Linked DNA regions of Mus musculus: region 1 is linked to region 2. Evidence: chromatin contacts called from public promoter capture Hi-C data. All regions are on one chromosome and are shown on one strand. The core of a region is the stretch at or near the end of the contact, and the rest is flanking DNA. Distances in the headings are between cores, read along the strand shown. Region 1 holds the start of Polr3k (polymerase (RNA) III (DNA directed) polypeptide K). Region 2 holds the start of Oprl1 (opioid receptor-like 1).

What was found. Capture Hi-C pulls out chosen DNA fragments and counts their contacts.
Region 1: a promoter capture Hi-C map of pancreatic islet shows a contact between it and region 2. The contact joins the promoter of Polr3k here to the promoter of Oprl1 in region 2. A contact is called at or near these places in 29 of 39 promoter capture datasets (the 3T3-L1 cell line, 3T3-L1-derived adipocytes, the C10 cell line and 18 more), 9 of 15 datasets of contacts at CTCF or cohesin (CD8 T cells, the NIH/3T3 cell line, embryonic stem cells and 4 more), 205 of 484 Hi-C or Micro-C datasets (2-cell-like embryonic stem cells, 3T3-L1-derived adipocytes, the 63-12 cell line and 100 more), 47 of 115 datasets of contacts at active chromatin or transcription factors (the 230-238 cell line, CD8 T cells, the HPC-7 cell line and 28 more) and 6 of 9 other capture datasets (adipose tissue, embryonic stem cells, embryonic tail and 3 more).

Annotation. Positions count from the first base shown.
Region 1 is chr2:181,859,877-181,866,425 of GRCm38.p6, reverse strand. Polr3k (polymerase (RNA) III (DNA directed) polypeptide K) reads right to left here and starts at 2,066. Exons shown (of 3, transcript NM_025901.3): 1 at 1,857-2,066; 2 at 393-480. The coding sequence starts at 1,967.
Region 2 is chr2:181,711,588-181,718,055 of GRCm38.p6, reverse strand. Oprl1 (opioid receptor-like 1) reads right to left here and starts at 3,040. Exons shown (of 4, transcript NM_011012.5): 1 at 2,827-3,040; 2 at 2,110-2,366. The coding sequence starts at 2,333.

The DNA of each region.
Region 1 (6,549 bases), core at 817-3,316, 150 kb before region 2:
CAAAAAACAAAATCAAACAGCAACAAAAATGTAAAACCTTGTTTAGAGTTAGTGACAAACACTAGCTATTTGTCATTACTTTGTTATTTACATCTTCTTAAATTCTTTTACACTTACACGTACGTACGTGTGTGTGTGTGTGTGTGTGTGTGTGTGTGGTGGATGGTACAGAGTCACAAAAAAAAAGTTTCCATCAGTCAGCTCTCTTCTACTCTCTGGGCTCCAAGAATCTAACAGGTTTGGCAACAAGTGCTTTTACCTGCTGAGCCATCTCACTGGCCCTAATAACAGACAGGGTTACATTATAATAATAAATTTATTATTATTAAATATAATAACGAGTAATAATAAGCAGGGTTGAGTCCCTAGCTCTGTTATGGGAAAATCCTCACCTGCAGTAGAGTCCACATTCTCCCATGCAGCTGCTCCACCAAGCACGTCGTCCACTTCTTTTAGCTTTGGATACTTTCGGTTTGTTACCTAATAGAAACAAGACATCAGATTTGAAGTAATTGTACAGTTTTACAAGTGGGCCACCAAACTACAATCTCCCTCCAGCATTCCCTCTACAAAATTTATCTTCTTCAAAGAGCAGTGTGAGTCACTGAAATGTAGGGGTCTTGTGACTGGGATGTCCCCCAAAACAGCACAGAGGTTCAATGTCAAAGGTCTCTAGAAACAGAAGGAAACACCAGACAGAGCAGGAAGAAAAATCAGCCTAGTAAAACCTCACTCTTCTCTCATACCCCTCAGACACCTAATAATCCAACAGGAGTGACAGACATTTAACTGGGTATACCAGCACTCCCCAGGTCATTTTGGCTGCTTTCCTAAGTTTATCAGGCATCCTTCTAATTTCGAAATTATGTCACAACTCATCTTACCACAAATCCAGACTCTAAACTCCTACCATACAGCTCTAATGAGCAAACATTAAGAATGAGATGTCACCAAGGCCCAGTGGTGCACACCTGCAGTCACTGAGGTAAGGAGGAACAAAACAAGAGTTGAAGGGTACACAAAACACCAAGGGCTAGAAATACAGCTTTCTGGGCTCCAACACAAGCACCACACACACAAAATAGCAACAAGGATATAAAATATTAGAAGGCAATGCATTCTGTGAAAAATATAAAAGGAATGTGGATAAACTGAAAGTGCTGGGGTTTGGTTTGTTTCCTGTGCCTGTGCGTGCGTGTGTGTGCGTGTCTATGTGCTATGCAGCCCAGGTGAGCCTTGAACCTATTCTCCTGCCGCAGCCTCTCCAAGTGCTAAAATTATAGACATGCACAAACAGCCAGAAGGGCAGGAATCTAAATAAGGTAGCCATTATTTTAAAAGAGGAGAGGGAGAGAGAAAGGAAGAGGGAAACAGAGACGCATACATGCACACATACACGGGGGTAGGGGGTAAGGCGGAGAATGAATAAGTGTGATATGTGCCTGTGTAAGAATGACTCGGGCAAAAGGAAGGACCTAACAGTACTGCGTACATGGTGAAGATTCTCTAGAATAACGACAGGGGCTGGGAGCAAAAGAGCCACAAGAAGAACCCAAGGATTTCAAATCAGAGGCGAGGCGCGGACTGGTACGCCAAGGACAGCACGAGGGGAGTGTAGGTTTAAAAGGTATGAACTAAAATTCTCACAATTTTCGGAGTATCACAAAGTGGGCAACGGAGAGCTAGAGGGGGGTGGGGGGGCTTCGACGTGGCCGGAGCGACGCCACTGGAGCAGCGACTGCTGGACTTGGGGTACCACCGCAGCGAGAGCACAAAAGCCTGCAGGAAGGTCTGAGCGCGCCGACGCTTGCTGTGCCTCCCAGAAAGCAGAGAAGGCACCCGTCTGTGGAACTTACCTTACGGGTGATATTATGGACGTAGGGGCAAGTGTTGCAGGCGAAGCGATGGCAACGCTGCCCCTCCTCCACAATGAGTCCGTTCCCGCAGCCCGGGCAGAACAACAGCATACTGCCAGCTTCCACACCTCGCTTCTGTCTGGCGCTTCCGTGGTGCAGGCGCCCAATCAAAAGCCGTCTCACTTGCTCCGTAACTGGCAACCCGGGATCCTCAAGACGTTCCCAGTAGGCACTGCGGCGGGCAGCCTCGCACACTCCATTGGTCACCGCAGATAATCCTTTCCCATCCAGCCAATAGCATGCTGCCTGCACGCCCAGCCCTGTCGTTTCTGCGCGTGTGCACACGTCTCCCTAGCTGAAACGCCAAGAGGACTGGACCGATAATGCTGGCACCACCAGAGTACCCAGGTGAGAGGTTCTGGGTGATGAGGAGACACTTGCCGCACTCCGAGCCATGGACGTGTTACAGGAGGATCATGCTGCTCCGCAATATTCTCATCCGGAACGGACAGAAAATAACCAAATGTCCCAGGAACACTGTCCCCATTGTTAATACTACGTCTCAACTGCTGTCTGACTGACGTACGATATCCTATCTGGACCTGCCATTCCTCCATCTGGCCATTTCTTCACCTAGTTTCATTCTGCCCTTTCACTTACACAGCTAGACTCAACCCTGCAGGTAACAAATACCAGCAGCTCCTTTTCACAGACGTCCAGCTGACTCTTTTATCTCATTTCCTATAGACATTTATATTTCCCAGCTCTGGCTTCTCAGATTTCTTTGAAACTCCTTGCCTCTTTAATCCTCTGCAGTCATTCTGCAACATGCACATGTATGTGTGTGTTGTTTTCTGTTTGCTTTAACTATACACAAACTAAATATCCAGGGAGAGGAACCCCAATTGTGAAAATGTCACCATAAATTGACCAGTAAATAAGTCTCTGGGGGCATTTTCTTGAGTTAAAATTGGTAGGAGAGGGTCTAGCCCATTGGGGGCGGTGTCACCACCAAGCCAGTGGTCCTGGGTGATATAAGAAAGCAGAATGATGGGGCTGAAGAGATAGTTCAGCTGTTGCTTGTTCTTATAGTGAACACTGGTTTAATTCCCAGCACCAATATGGTAGCTCACAAACGTCCATAACCTCCAGTTCCTGAGAATCCAATGCCCTCTTCTGACCTCCGTAGGCACCAAGCACGTCTTTGGTGCACGAACAAGCATTCAAAAAAAAAAAAAAACAAACAAACAAAAACCCTCATACACTTAAGTAAGTCTAAGAACAAAATGGAGAGAGAGAAAAAAGCAATCTGAGAATCTGAGTAAATCATGAGGAGCAAACCAGTAAGCAGCATCCCACCATGGTAATGGCTTCTGTTTCTGCAGCAAGTTCCTGCATTGACTCCCCTAAACAATGGACTCTTGACATGTAAGCCAAATATTTATGGCTAGTTTTGTGTCAACCTGACACAGCTGGAGTTATCACAGAAAAAGGAGCTTCAGTTGGGGAAATGCCTCCATGAGATCCAACTGTAAGGCATTTTCTCAATTAGTGATCAAGGGGGAAAGGCCCCTTGTGGGTGGGACCATCTCTGGGCTGGTAGTCTTGGTTCTATAAGAGAGCAGGCTGAGCAAGCCAGGGGAAGCAAGCCAGTAAAGAGCATCCCTCCATGGCTTCTGCATCAGCTCCTGCTTCCTGACCTGCTTGAGTTCCAGTCCTGACTTCCTTGGTGATGAACGGCAGTGTGGAAATGTAAGGCAAATAAACCCTTTCCTCCCCAATTTGCTTCTTGGTCATGATGTTTGTGCAGGAATAGAAACCCTGACTAAGGCAAATTGGTACCAGCAGAGTGGGGTATTCCTGTGACAGCCTGACCATGTTTTGGGGAGGACTGTGGAAGGACTTTGGAACTTTGGGCTAGAAGATTCACTCAGTGTTAAGAGCTCTGTCAGATGTTGTGTAGGAGCTTGGAAGATAATGTTGAGAACAGTGCAGAAGATGGAGGCCTGGCTTGTGAAATTTCAGAGGGAAAATTAAAGACTCTTCAGAGCCATTGCTATTTTGGAGTTTGATTATTCTGTGGTTCTGGTTAGCTGGAGCTGAAGAATCAGCTGTGATTAACAAGATACCAGAACTACTAAAGCAAAATCTTTGCATTACTGGCACTATTGATGCTGGTTAGCTGGAGCTAAGAAATTAGCAGTGATTAAGAAGAGACCAGCATCGTTGAGGTGACATCTTCTGGGAAGTGTTTTCTGAAAGCACAAAGAAGTTGTGTTCCAGAGATAACCAAGGTTGTACTCCTGCTGCAGTGGGACTTGGTAATGTGTAAGGGTCACCCAGGTGGTACTGGTTTTGAAGGCATGAAGGGGTCACGCAGAGCAGCTGAGGCTCGGCACTGTGAGAGGCCATGGAAGGCCATTGGTGAAGGTGCAGCCTCAGTTGCAATTGACAGCCCAGGACTGAAGGGGTCATGCAGTGTTTTGGAGATGCCAGTACCATGAGATGACCACCAAGAGCAGCAGCAGTGGAGTACAGGCATCTGGAGCCTAGAGGATGACGTGTGTGCTACAAAGGGCATAGCTGAAGAAGTGGCCCAAGCCCTTGGAGGAGCCCAGAAGATCGTGAGTTGGATCCCAGACATTGGATGGTTGGAGATTGATTTTTGCTTTTGATTGTGACTGTGCCCTGATATTTTCCCTCTTTAAGGAAGGAAATATTTTAGTGGATCCCACAGTTAAGAGACTTTTAATTGTAAAAAGACTTTGGACTTTAAAAGATATTGGACATTTTAAAGGGATTGACTTTTAATATGTAAAGACTGTGGGACTTTTAAAGTTGTTTAGATCTTGGGGATGAATAAGAAACTAAGGGTTGAGGCTTACTAGTGATGTGTTTGTGTATCAAGTTGACAAGGGGTCAATTGTACTGGCTAGTTTTGTGTTAACTTGACACAGCTGGAGTTATCACAGAAAAAGGAGCTTCAGTTGAGGAAATGCCTCCATGAGATCCAACTGTAAGGCATTTTCTCAATTAGTGATCAAGGGGGAAAGGCCCCTTGTGGGTGGGACCATCTCTGGGCTGGTAGTCTTGGTTCTATAAGAGAGCAGGCTGAGCAAGCCAGGGGAAGCAAGCCAGTAAGAAACATCCCTCCATGGCCTCTGCATCAGCTCCTGCTTCCTGACCTGCTTGAGTTCCAGTCCTGACTTCCTTGGTGATGAACAGCAGTATGGAAGTGTAAGCAGAATAAACCCTTTCCTCCCCAAACTGCTTCTTGGTCATGATGTTTGTGCAGGAATAGAAACCCTGACTAAAGAAGTGTTTTATCATAGCAATAGAAACCTAATTAAGACAGGTATATTTACTGTGTGCTGTGTAGTGTGAGATTTGATAATAAATTCATAAAAAAAAGAAAAAACTTCATTCCAGCCAATATTACAGAGTAAAGCAGGAATACTTTACAGTTGATTTCATTGAAACTGCTATATCGGGGGCTGGCAACATGGCTCAGCGGTTAAGAGCACTGACTGCTCTTCCGAAGGTCCTGAGTTGAAATTCCAGCAACCATATGGTGGCTCACAACCACCTGTAATGAGATCTGATGCCCTCTTCTAGGGTGTCTGTCTGAAAACAGCTACAATGTACTTACATATATTAAATAAATAAATCTTTAAAAAAAAGAAACTGCTATATCTTGTGACTTTCATGTTATTAATTAAACCCTGACATTGTAAAGACACAAATATATTTGTCCATTTCTGACATAGCACACTCAATGCAATAAGCCATTTTACTAGGTGTGTATGAAATATATTGTCAGCCTTAAATATATATAATAAAAAGGTTAAAATTTACAACTAATTTATTAATTTTTTGAGGTTTTATTTTGCCTGCATGTATGTCTGCACCACATGCATGTAGTGCCAGCAGTGGTCAGCCAAGGACATCGGATACCCTGTGACTGGAGTTATGGACAGTTATGAACTACCCTGAAATTGGTGGAAATAGAACCCAGGTCCTCAGGAAAAGCAGACAGTATTTTTAATAACTGAGCCGTTCCTCCAGTCCCCTAATTTATTTTAATAAAGATAACTCTGAATGCAAAAAAACCTTGGATAGTTAAGTGTCTCTGCCTATTCCTAACACAATCTAGACTACATTCTATTGGCATGCATGTTGGAGCTGGGAAACAAAATATCACTAGACATGGCTGCATATGTTCTCTCATCAGCCCAAAGGTAAGCTCCAAGTCACACTCTCTAGGACACACAAAAAAGTGTCCCTCAGATTGACAGGTTGGAAACTGACATGGGCATAATGGCTTTCCATGAACATGGAGTGGGAGCTGTCATGAACTGTGAATGTAACTTTTATTCTCCTGTATTGTCGTCTCAGAGGCTTACTGCCCATCTGCTAATCTAGGCCTAGTCTTGGAAGCTTCTACCCTCTGTACAATCTAATTTAGGCCTAGAAGGTTTTCAGCTTCTGAGACTTACTGCTGAATAAGCTCACCTTTCTAATTCTGAGCTCTGATTGGCTGGTTCAACTCAGCTGTTTTGGCTCAAACTGCTCTCCAAGCTGACTGATTCAACCTGGCTTTTCTCAGTCTCTCCTCAATTGCTCTGCTTGGCCTCCTACTAACTTTGACAATATGTTCTAATCTTCTGGTACATTCTGTCTTTATCTGTGTTTT
Region 2 (6,468 bases), core at 1,791-4,290:
TGCTGTCTTCTCTCCTCAGTCTCTCTTAAGACTCCTCTCAGAGGGTTTTCAGGGCACTGCCTGTAAAGTTCATCAAAGATCTTCCAAGTGCACAATGTTGTCTAGCAATGAAAACAGAAAATGGTGGTCCAGCCAAATGGCTCAGCTGGTAAGGGCACTTATTACCAATTCTGATGACCTGAGTTCCATTTCCAGGACACATGTGGTAGAAGGAGAAACTTACATAGTAAAAGGAGAAAACCAACTTTCTCATCTGACCTATACATCCAGCAGAAACACTCATACCCAAAAATAAACACAATATTTTTTATTCTAATAAAGAAAAAAGGAGATGTGCTAGTTAGGTTTGATTGTATCCAAGCACTGGGAACCATGCTAGGAACATTATAAGTTATAAATATTAGTGGAATGAATTAATGTTTATGACAGTGGTAGGGAAGGGTGACTATAGTGATGATGATGAAAGTGATGGTGGTAATGGTGGTGGTTATAGTGGTTATGGTGGTTATGGCAGTATGGTGGTGGTAGCACTAGAGATAACAGTAGTCCATGATGTTTAGTTGCTACCAGGGAATCTGAGATTAAGTTCTGTCTCTTAGACATTAATCCCAGAGACCTTAATTACAATAAATAACAATGTTAATGATAATGGTAGATATCTGAGCCAAGCTCTTCACATAGATTTTATCTCATTTGAGGTTTACCCCAAAGCAAAAATGCCATTTAATCTCTACGCTGTGGAGAAGGAAGCTGAGACTCAGAGGAACTAAGTAGCTTTCATAAGGCTTAGAACTGCTAAGGTGCAAAATGGGGCTCAGAGCATATTTTTCTGACTCCTGGCACACATCCAACTCAAACATGCCGTGTGTTGTCTCCTGAGCCAGTGCAGCCACAGCAGTTTCTGAGACTAGTTCTCTGGGGATGCTGGTGGAAAAGATGGCGTTCCTTCTCTACTCTACTGCAGTAAATGGCTCAAGAATTTTAATATCCCAAATGCAGAGGACAATATAGGAGAGAAATGCTGATGACAAGGAAAGGCAAGGCTCACAAACTGTCCCTGGTTGCTGCACGTCTTGCCAAAGACATATCCTTTTAACCATGAGACACATGGATCATAGAATAGTTTCCCACAAGGGTCCTCTGCCAAAAGTCAATACTTGGAATGCTTTTCCAATCACATAGCATATATATATATACACACGTCTGTGCACATGCACCTATATATGACTATATAATCCACATTTCCCATCTAACAAACAGAGAAAACAGTTGCTCAGAAATACTAAGAGGACCATAATGAGGCAGGGTATGGACACTGTACTGCCCCTTCCTCCTCTACCAATACCACACCTACCATGATACCATCAAGGGAACCATGACTGCTCTCTTCAGAGTCATCTTTTTGAAAGAGGAAATATCAGTGAAGAACCTTGCTCTAGTTATCCACCACTCAAGGACCTCCCATGTCTTCCCAATGTCCAAAGAATTTGGCGTCCCCATTCTGGCATTCAAGTCCTCACCTGCTGTCTCCAGTTCCCCTCAATGCCCTCCCAGCTGGAAAAAAACAGAGACCATCATTGCCACCACACATTTACCAATTGCATACTCCTTGCCCAGCTTTCTTGTCCATAGAACTGTACCTCACACTGCCCTCTTCCCCTCACCGTCGACGCTACCTCAGTCATCCAGTACTGCTGTCTTTCTTTGTAGTCCTCCAAATTTTCCCATTTCTGAGCACCAATAGAGCATGGGCTCAGCTAAAGACATCCACCATGAGCATAGATCCTAAAGGCCAATGAACAAGGGCTTCAGGCCCAGCACCAGCCCCTCTTCCTCTCTTTGGGAAATCTTAGGATCCTTTGTACCCATGGTTATTCACATAGACATCACGGCATGGATTTATCTGCAGTACCAAGCCTCCAGGTGGTGACACCTAGTCTGAGACAGATGGGAGCAGAACAGGAGTTGAACTTCAAGGGTGATCATGTCCCTTGAACAGAGAGGGAAGAAATTTGATGGAGCAAGCAGAAAATCCATGCTTGTTCGAATTCATCCAGAACAGCCTCCTGCCTCAGGTTCCCCCTTCACAGATTGATGGGACCCGCCTACCTGAGGATGACATACATGACGAGGCAGTTCCCCAGGAGCCCCCCGATGCACACAGCCAAGTAGAGCCCCACGATGGTGACCTTGAGTCCAAGGGGCAGGAAGGCACTGTGGCTAGCATTGAGGAGCAGGTGATGGGGTACGGTCTCATTTAGGAGAGACAGGTTCCCTTGAAAGTGGCTGCCATACAAGACCTCCCAGAATGGGGCAGGAAAGAGGGACTCCATGCTGTCACCCTGCAAAGCCACTCAGTACAGTTCCTGGAACAGGACACAGAAAGAAGTGACCACAGTGCTGGACACAGTCCACTGAGGCCTTAGAACAGCACAACTACACTAACAGGCACATGAACACCTCGATGGGCATCCACACACAGACACATGGACACAGACAAAGGCATACACATGGGCACATGATGACACACACAGAGGCATGGGGGCACATTTACTCACAATTTTACCTCATATTAGGGTGATAGACTCGCACAGAAGCAACATGGAGGTAGCTACACAAGCATACATGTCCACCCACCAAGACTCAGGGGCTCACAGTCAGCCGAATACAAAAAAATGCCCAAACCATCCTAAGGCACACTGGAGCACAAAAGACATGGAATTTACCCAGAAATGCCTAGGGCTCAGGCACTTCCCTACCTCCCAGTGCTCCCCCACCCCCAGCTCTGTCAGCAGCAGCAGGAGCCCTCACTAGAGCCCCTCTTACCTCCAACAGCACACACAACCTCTTCAGAAGCTGGGCCAAAACAGACCCTAATGCTTAGCAGAAAGGCAGGCAGGAGCACAATGAACTGAGTAATGCTTCTCACTCTAGCTTGGGGTCTGCTCCGGCTGGGAATGGCTCCTAGCTCCTGCTCCGAAGATAAGATATTGACTAGACGCAGCAGCCAGTGCGGCAGCCAGAAGGGGGAGGGGCAGAAGGCTGCGGCTGAGAGAAGGAGGGGCTGCGCAGGTTGGAGAAGGAAGCCAAAAAAAAAAAAAAAAAAAAAAATCGGCTCACACAAGACACACAAGACAGACACACTCAGGATCTGGGACACACAGTGGAGACATCTATAAACACAAAAATGGAGACATGAACAGGAACTCAGACACACATACATGCACAGCCTTAGACACAAGAACACACTTAAGATGTATACAGAGAAATGCTCACCTAGAGGCAGATGTGAGGAAAATGTTTTGTTCTGTTTTGTTTTGTTTTGTTTTGTTTTGTTTTGTTTTGTTTTGTTTTGTTTTGTTGGAGGGGTGATGGGTTAGAGACAGGATTTCTCTGTGTAGCCTTGGCTGTCCTGGAACTCAAAGATATGTCTGCCTCTGCTTTCTGAGTGCTGGGATTAAGGCGTGCACCACCATCACTGGTAAATGTTGTTTTGTCCAGCTTAGCCCAGACCATATTTTGCCAGCTTTCCTGCCCAGAACTGTCCAGTAAAGCAGAGTACCACAGTAATAGACAGCAATACCCTAACCCAACTAATTCTCCAAGGAAAGGCTTTCTTGCAAGTAAGCAAGAGATTGTCTGGACTAAGGACCAAATACTGCCCTGAATCTATTATGTGCTATTTATACCTAATGTACACTAAGCCCAAGACAAAACTGAACCCAGGAACCCCCACTGCATGTAGCCATTACCACCCATATTATCCTCACAAATGAAAGCATCATGTCTCTGAAGTCTGAAGCTGCCTGTCAATATGTCATGGTAAAGGAAAGCCAGGTCTGCTGGTCACTTGGAGCTACACCACAGCTAACTCCCAGAATTAGATCTTAGAAAACACAGAGATACTAAGCTCCTCTTTCTTTGCCAGCACAAGGGGTCACAGTCCACTGAGAAAAAAAAGCCGTAAGTTAAGGTCATGTAGGCTAGAGACCCTATGCTGAGTCTCTAGCCATCATCAAATCATAGGCTTGCTTTTGCTGTCTGTACTGAATGAGAGCCAGATCTCCCACATACAGCCAGACCCTGCTCTTTCTCTAAGGATGGGGACCTGGTTGCTAGGCAACTCACAGAAGTGTTGCTAGGATACCTGTCCAACCAGAAAAGGCCAGAGCAGACAGACACCCCAGGACTCAGCATCCCAAGCTGTCTCCAAGGACTTGTCTCTCCATTCTCAGGGACACATGGACACTCAAGGAGACACATGAGGACACATTCCTGCAAATAAACAGAACATACACAGAGATACCCAGACAGGCGCAGTATAGAGACACAGAGACACAAGGGATATGTGCTCAGAGGTGCACACAAGAATCACATATACAAAACTCACAAAGTGAATGCAGGCACAAAGAGAAAGATACAAACAGGATGTAAACTAGTGTGGAAACAGGCAGGCACAGAGCAAGGCCCCTAGATATATAGTACATAGGTATGCACTCTCTGTTACTGTCTCTGTCTCTGTCTCTCTCTCTCTCTCTCCCTCTTCCCTCCCACTCCAGGCAAAGCTGGCACACAACCTCAGAGTTATCAACCAAGTTGTCTCTGTGCCTCTACAGAGCCTCTTTTCCTAATAGTCTTTACCTGCTTTCCAGCCCAGGTTCCAGATTTAGAAAGAGGGTGCCATAAGCATTGTTTAAATATAGGCAGAACAGAGCCACAGAATGTCCCTTCGTCTCATGACCTTGAGTTGGGTCCTGTGTGCTTCACCTTGCCCCACTGCATGGATCCCATACCCAAACCAGCTCTACTCTGACCTAGCCTAAGAAGCTTTCCCTGCCACTGCCTCAGTCCCAGGAGTTCTTGGCTTAGCATTATGGCCTCAACTATGAATCAGCTACAATGCTGCCAAGTAAGACTGAGCTCTGGTCTCAACATATATCTGGAATTGTGTACCAATAGAATGTAGCTCAGAGTCCACATGCTCAAATGCTGTCTCAGATGGAAGAATAATTTGGTTATCTGACAGGTGACTCGGCCACAATGGGGCACTGGTGGTCCAGAGGAAACAGCTCAAGCATCTTGATCCCAAACAGAAACTCAGCAAGGATAAGTGGACTTTCCAGAGGGGATGAAACAGGACAATACATAACATAAGTGACACAAAAGTGTCAGCAAGAAACATGAGAGTAATACTGAAGATTCAGGCAACACAAACAACAACATGACTCATGTAGACAGTTCACTGTTGAAGCCACCAATGGCTGCACATAGGTATTAGAAGTGCCTAAGCAAGGTCCAAAACAATACTGTGTAGGTATGACTGTCCTGTAACTTGTTATGTAACTGTCCTGTAACTAGGCTGCCTGGCCTCAAACTCAGAGATCCACTTGCTTCTGCCTCCCAAGTGCTAGGATTAAAGGCATGTGCTACCAAACCCAGTTCAGTTACATACTTTCTTGCCTCAAGAGGAAAGAATTTGGCACACAGTTACAATAAAATCTGTGTGTGTTGGGGTTAGGGGTTCTATAATCTCCAAACAGTGAAAATAAAAACTTGGCTCATTATCAGGAACTATCTAGGATAGACTAAAGGCATGCAATCAATCTTTCTGAAGATGGCCCACTCTATTTGCATGGTCTGCGATCAAGGGCTTCTGGCTAACTTGACAGAGAAAGGAGCTCTAGCAATTAATCCTTTACTTAATTACCTGCTGCTAAACAGTATATGTTAATTTTCCAGATTTTTGCACTTATTTAAACATAAAACAGTAAGAAAGTGTTGACTTTTTGGTACAGAATTTTTAGAGTTAAGAGACCAGCACTTATTCAAGCACAGAGAATTATAAAGTAAGAGTTAAGTTTCCTACAAGGCTGGAGATCATCAGACTTTTGGTCTTCCCACTTAAACCTGTTCCCCTAAGGCCTGGCAGGCCCCAGAAGTTCATCCTGACTTAGACAAACTGGACCAAACTTTAGGAGTCTGATGCCAGGCAACTTACTGCCAGCATATTCAATTGCAGTACAATTTTGGGACAAGTCTCCTGGTATAACACAATCCCTACTGCACAAGGAGGCATTATTACATTGAATCTCAATTCAAAGTACATGTGATTTCTTCCAGGAAGATGAGTTCTAGAGATAAACTGCCTTAGGATCCTAGGGAAGGATTTGGTGTGGAGTGGGTCATACAATAGTGTAGAGATCATTTGGCCTATTAGCCACCTCCAGTCCTGGATATGAAGCTTGGGGGCGACCCAAGCTATACAGATAATATAAGGCTCATTTAGACTACTAGCCATTTACTGTCCTGGTTGAGGGAGCTTGATATGACCTTACCTAACAAATAATACAGATCACCAGGCTATTAATCACCTCCAATTCCCAGCTTTCTGAGAAGAAAAACAGGTAACACAATCACAAAAGAACTCAAATGATATGTACTCACTGATAAGTGGATATTAGCCCAGAA